2 separate regions of the Mus musculus genome follow, and region 1 is linked to region 2. The links are chromatin contacts, called in public HiChIP or PLAC-seq maps. All regions are on one chromosome and are shown on one strand. The core of a region is the stretch at or near the end of the contact, and the rest is flanking DNA. Distances in the headings are between cores, read along the strand shown.

Evidence for each region. HiChIP or PLAC-seq counts read pairs in DNA pulled down with a chosen protein or histone mark.
Region 1: an H3K27ac HiChIP or PLAC-seq map of large pre-B cells shows a contact between it and region 2, with 3 times the contacts expected there. The contact joins two enhancer-like sites. A contact is called at or near these places in 1 of 39 promoter capture datasets (the C10 cell line) and 1 of 115 datasets of contacts at active chromatin or transcription factors (large pre-B cells).

The regions. Positions count from the first base shown.
Region 1 is chr17:48,292,010-48,295,084 of GRCm38.p6, reverse strand. No RefSeq gene overlaps it. Among named protein-coding and RNA genes, the nearest start is that of Treml2, 6.5 kb to the left of the region's middle. Within about 2 kb of position 1,429, at least 43 of the 459 cell types and tissues checked have an H3K27ac peak or open chromatin away from gene starts, as enhancers often do.
Region 2 is chr17:47,872,051-47,875,010 of GRCm38.p6, reverse strand. Foxp4 (forkhead box P4) reads left to right here. Exons shown (of 17, transcript NM_001110825.1): 13 at 275-376. Among named protein-coding and RNA genes, the nearest start is that of Gm25201, 33 kb to the right of the region's middle. Within about 2 kb of position 1,335, at least 109 of the 459 cell types and tissues checked have an H3K27ac peak or open chromatin away from gene starts, as enhancers often do.

The DNA of each region.
Region 1 (3,075 bases), core at 180-2,679, 420 kb before region 2:
CTGATGTAGTGGACATTCTTCTTACAGTTTTTCCTTTAGAAAGTGAAAATTATATAGGATGGACCATTTTGTGTCTGTGTTTGTTGTTGTTGTTGTTGTTGTTGTTGTTGTTGGTGGTGGTGGTGGTGGTGGTGGTGGTAGTGAAAGCCTATATATAATTGTAATGACATATTTTTGGCTATTTCAAAGAAATCTTTGCTTAACCTAAGATCACAGACTTTTAATCATTTTATAAGATATAATCCACATACTGTAAAATCAACCCATTAAAAATATATATATTTCTGGGAGCTAGAGATATAGCTCAGCTGTAGAATGCTTGCCTTCCATGTGTGAAGCCTTGGCTTTCAATCCACAGCACTGCATAAAAGGGCATGGTGAAACACCAACCAATGTAACCCCAGCACTCGGGACAACAGGCCTGGATTCAAATTCATCCTCAGCTACACGGGAAGTCTGAGGCTATCTTGGGATATAGGAGATCCTGTCTAAGTAAAATGTATAAGCCTGATGTCTTCAGGGACTTCTGGCAAGATGACTTCCTGGATTTCTAGACAGGCTTCTCTCATGCAAAGAAGGATGAAAGCAAAAACAAAGAAAAAACAACAACAACAACAAAAACCCCAAGTAGGTGCTGCCTAAAGCACTGGGGGTGGCAGGACATGACGGCTCAGACAGTGTCACGCTTACCACCCAAGCACTAGGACCTGAGTTGGTATCCCTATGTAAAAGCTGAGTGTAATGTCATGAAGTTGCCATCATAGCAGAGATGAGTGGAGACAGGCGGATCCCTGCAGCCCATTGTACAACCAACCTAACCATGTCAGTGAGTTCTAGGTTCTGCAACAGACCCTGTCTCAAAACAAGGTGGATAGCCACTGAAAAGCTTATGAAACATTGACTTCTGCCCTCACCCACATACGTGCACCTGCATTCATATGAGCACACACCCAAATGAACACATATAACACACACACAGAGTCAGAGACACAGAGACAGAAAGACAGAGAGACAGAGAGACAGAGAAAAAGACAGACACTGGAGGAACTACACCAGAGCTTCAAACAGAGAAAACCACAAAGACCCAAGATGACCTCGCCTAGAACAAAAGGAGGTGGGGGATTTCTGGAGAGATGTCTCAGTGGGTAAGAGCACTGGTTGCTCGTCCAGATGACCTGCGTTCAGTTCCCAGCACCAGCATGGTGGCTCACAATTGTCTGTAACTCCTTGTGCCCTCTTCTAGTTTCTGCAGACAACTAATATGCACACAGTGCACAGGTGCACAGGCAGACATCCAGGCAAAACATTTTACACATACAATAAAAATTTAAAAAAAAAAAGGAAGTGAAACACTTTGCGTGCCTGTTCTGAGGCTTCATTGAGATCTTCTAGGAAACAACAAAGTCTTCCTATGACAGGGAAAGGTAAGCTAGATGATGTCATCAACCTCAGAAGATACCACAGACAGTAGAAGATTTTGCTATTGGAGAATCCTACAGCCCTCAAGGACCTTGAACCCAGTATAAGGACCATATACTTCTAGCATTGCTACAAGGTAAGGAGTTCAACTCTCTAGCCAGGCCAACATTACATGGTACCATTGTCAGGCTGTAGTATATCCTGATGGCATGTCCCACACTACCTGCCCCAATGTTCTGGATTCCCTAATGAAAGACACACACACACACACACACACACACACACACAGAGACACACACAGACACACACAGACACACACACAGACACACACAGACACACACACACAGACACAGACACACACACACACACACACACACACACACACACACACACATACACACACACACATACACAGCCTTTATATTTTAATATGCCTTAACCAGCACAGTAGCTGGATCACTTCTTAAACTCTATGCACTTAATCCTCCTCCTGCTGAGAATCCCAAGTCATCACTTCCTAAACTCTATATTCTACCTTGGCTGCCCTGGACCCAGTTGGGCAGCCCTTTGGACCAAGCTCTCCTGGCTCCACTATGGCAGCTATGCCTCCCTTCTCTTCTCAGGCATGATGTCTCCTCTCCTCCACCTCTCCTGTGCATGGCAGATCTCATCTCCTCCTCTTCCTTTCTATCCCAAGCCCTGGAATCCTCAAGTCTTGCCTCTGTCTGCTCTGCCCAGCCATTGGCTGCTGGCATCTTTATTTACTAATCAGAACCAACTGCAAACAATTTTGGGGACACAAATTAACATAAGACTACAGGCAGCATTAGGCCAAACCCACTACAAATAAGTTCACTAATCTATCCCCGTACATCTAATTTCTTATAATATTACTCAATCCTCCTTTTTTCTTTTCAACCCCCTTCCCTTTACCTAAAAAAGAAAGGATAGAGAAGAGGAAAGAAAAGATAGAATTCCCCAAATCTAAGCTCTCTATTGAGTTTCCTCTTTGTCTACATTTATGACCAATTCAAAATTATCCCTTAAAATGACAACCTATCTATAATTTATAAAATAGCCATAACCAGACAGTCAAACCCAAGGAATCAGGATGACAACTCTCCATAACTTCTTCCTTTCCCCCATGCCCTTTCTCTCAGGAAAGGGTAGGAAAATTGGACAAAACTGGTTAGACTTAAGAAAGCTAGCTTTAGCATTTGTTATCCAGTCTCTGTGTGCTTAGCAAGTTCAGGGCTTAACTGAAGTTCTGACTGAATCCGTCTGAACTATTCCTGAAGCTGTTCTGATGAGGCAGGATCAGGCCGGGAGCTGGATCACTAAGCATCACTAAGGATGAATCTTGTCAGAGCTGCATCTCAGTTTAAAGGAAAGTGAAACACTCTCTGTTCCTGTCCAGATGCCTCACTGGGATCTTCTAGGAAACGACAAAGTCTTCCCATGACAGGGAAAGGTAAGTTGGATGACGTCATCAACCTCAGAAGATACCACAGGCGTGGAAGATTTTGCTATTGGAGAATCCTGCAGCCCTCAAGGACCTCGAACCCAGTTTAAGGGCCACATACTTCTAGCATTGCTACAAGGTAAGGAATTCAACCTTCTAGCCAGGCCAACATTACATGGTACCTTTGTAAGACC
Region 2 (2,960 bases), core at 86-2,585:
CAATAGTGCTACCTCAGGCTAGGGCGCATGAAGCCCTTTCTCACCCCCAACCGTGAAGGGCTCCCATGTCTTTTTTGCACATGCGCAGTCTCTGGAGGCCCGGCTCCCAATACCCTCAGCTCTCTTAGCTCATTAGCCTAGCGGGGAATCCCAACCCGCCTCTGGGTCTCCTGTCCTCAAGGATGAGTCAGGGGCTACATAAAAGGGTGGAACACAGGGCCGTGAGGCCCCCAGATCTAGTCTGAGGGTCTCTTTGCCCTTTCCTTGCCTGCAGGCCATTCTGGAAACTCCAGATCGGCAGCTGACGCTAAATGAGATTTATAACTGGTTCACCAGGATGTTCGCCTACTTCCGAAGAAACACGGCCACCTGGAAGGTAAGACCTGCCCTATCTCCCTCATCCTGACTTTCTTCTCTAAACCGCCACAGTCTACTGAGACCAAGGCTACCTACTACTTTGTCCCCTCAACAGTTCTGCAGAAATAGCCCACCAGGTCCACCAATAGCCCTCACCCCGGTCCCCTCAGCAGCAACTCCAGTGTTCCTAACTTGCTATTTTGTACATCGGGGACTTGCGTATTGTCGCAGATGGTCTTAAAACCCTGGGTTTAATGATCGCCCTGCCTCCACCTCCCTGAGTGCCAGGATTTCAAGTGAACATCACCACACCCTGTTAGACAGTTGCTAGGTGTGGAATCCAGCCCTGTGTGTGCGCTAGGCATGCACAGTGTCTTCCTTTTAATGACCTTGGCCAGCCTCGCACTGTCTCTTTAACGGGAAGAAATTATTTCTCTTTAGTATGGTACAAAGAATTCCAACTCCCTGAGACAGGGCCTCTGGAGGGTTGACGGTCAGCTCAGTGGCAGGTCCTGGGGTAAATCCATGGCTCCAGATTTCATAACTAATCCAGTCTAGGAGGAGGTTCAAAGGTGTATACTGGCCCCAATACATGGGTAGACTGAAGTCTATAGACCACTCCCAGGGACACAAATGGATACATACAGCACCCAGCTCACCAGTGGCAGGGAGGTAATTGTCTCTATTCAATTAGTCACTTAACACTTTCAGCTATAAGCATTTTCCTTGGAGACCAGAGGAATGCAAGGACCTAGGAAAATGGGCCAGAGATGTAGGCTGGGACACTGTTCTATGGTCGATATAGGGTGTGCATGCGCACCATGTGTGTCTTGCACTATGAAGCAAGATGAGAAGGTGGTATCTAAATTAAGGCGGAGTTGGACGAGGAGGAGGAAGTGGGGGGTGGAGTATTGGCCCTTTCAGGAAGTCAAGATACATGAGAGGGCGTCTCTCTCTCACTCTCTCAGAACTCTAATTGTATCCCTGGCTCTCGGGTCCTCCTGCTGGCCTGTGAGAAAACTGCAGCCAAACAGACCTCCTGCAGTGTGACGGGTTTCTCCACAGTGGAACGGAGGAGGCCCTCCGGGCCAGGGCACCGCCAAGCACTGGGTGGGATCTGCAGCTGTCCAGCCTTTTCTACCTTAGTAATGTGCAAAGGACTACTAGAAGGGCCTATCATGGCATCTTCCCTTTCCTGTGCCAACCTCCCAAAGCTTAGACTATGCAGCAGGGGCAGCCACTCTGATTGGCTATGAGTGATGTCACTTCCTGGCAACCACAGCCCTGCCCTCTTTTTGAGCTAGCGTTGTGTTTTAGGAGCCACCTGGTCCAGCCTCCAACGTCTAGGCCAGGTCAGATGGCAGACTTTACAGATGATACAATCCCATCACCTAGAGTTGAATATAGCGTAGAGCTGGTTCAGGCAGCTTTCATAGCTTCTCAGTGGCCATGCCGAGAGCCTCACCTTGATCTGTTTCATCCCTCACACACAACCCTAATCTGGTCCTGATATAGTGTGGCTTGTTGCTACGTGGCACCCTGGGGGGTGCCACACTGCCCTGTCCGGTCAGACTGTACTGGCTTGAGATCCACACTGACTTTGAGAGTTCTTTTCAGCCAGCCAACTTCATTCATGCTACTGGGGAAAGAGTAGCCTGTGGTTTCTTCCCATCTATTTTGCACCTTCTCCGGGTCATCTTTCTCTACATCACTTGGGTTTCTTGATCCCCACCCCCACCCCTTCTGGTCCCCATCCATAGACCATGCCGGCTGCTTTAGACCTAGGGTATCCAGGCTTGGGGGTGGGCGTGTGCCAAGCCAGCTGCCATTTCTTAGGGACAGAGCTACCATCTGCCAAGTGGATGGTCCTCAGCAGCCTTCCTGTGTCCATCCCCTCCTAGGGCCTGTGTTGTGGGCCCATCCTTTTGTTTACGCAGCCCCCGCCAGACCCCTTAAATTGCCGTTAATGTTTCAGCGTAACGAATTAGTCTCTCGTCACGAATCAGGCTTCGAAACGAGGGAAAAAAAGCCCCGGCGAGGCCACCCTCGGAAATTGGGGTCATTCTCATTTGCAAAGCGGAGGATCGGAGCCCCGTAATGCGGGCAAATTTATTCCGAGGCAGGAGCCCCGGCGTGATTAGGCCCTTTGTAATTATCGCTCCGTGAGATTCCACTCCAGCCGCCCGCCTCCCTCGTGGGTTAGCAAGCGAGTCGGAAAAATACACAGGATTTAATTAGAGGCAAATTAAAATTGGTAATGAAATCGGGCCAGTTGCAAGAGGCAAGAGTTGGATGGGAGAGAGGGAGAGCAGATCTCCAGGGGCACCCGCTGCCTGCCCTGCCCGCTTTCTTCCCCGTTTAGAAATGTAAAGAAGAGCCGGGATAGGCGGGTTGGAGGAGACTGGTGGGGGACATGTAATGGGGACAGGGCTGGGGCTGCTGGTGAGAGACAGAAAAACTGAGAGCAGAGATAGGGAGGTGGGACCAAGGGACCTGGGGACAGGAGATGGGTGGATCAGTGCCCTCACCCAGGCTTCCAGAGGGAATTGGGCCCTGCAATCCCCGCCCATGTGTCCTACCAACCAGGTGACCTCAATTTCTGA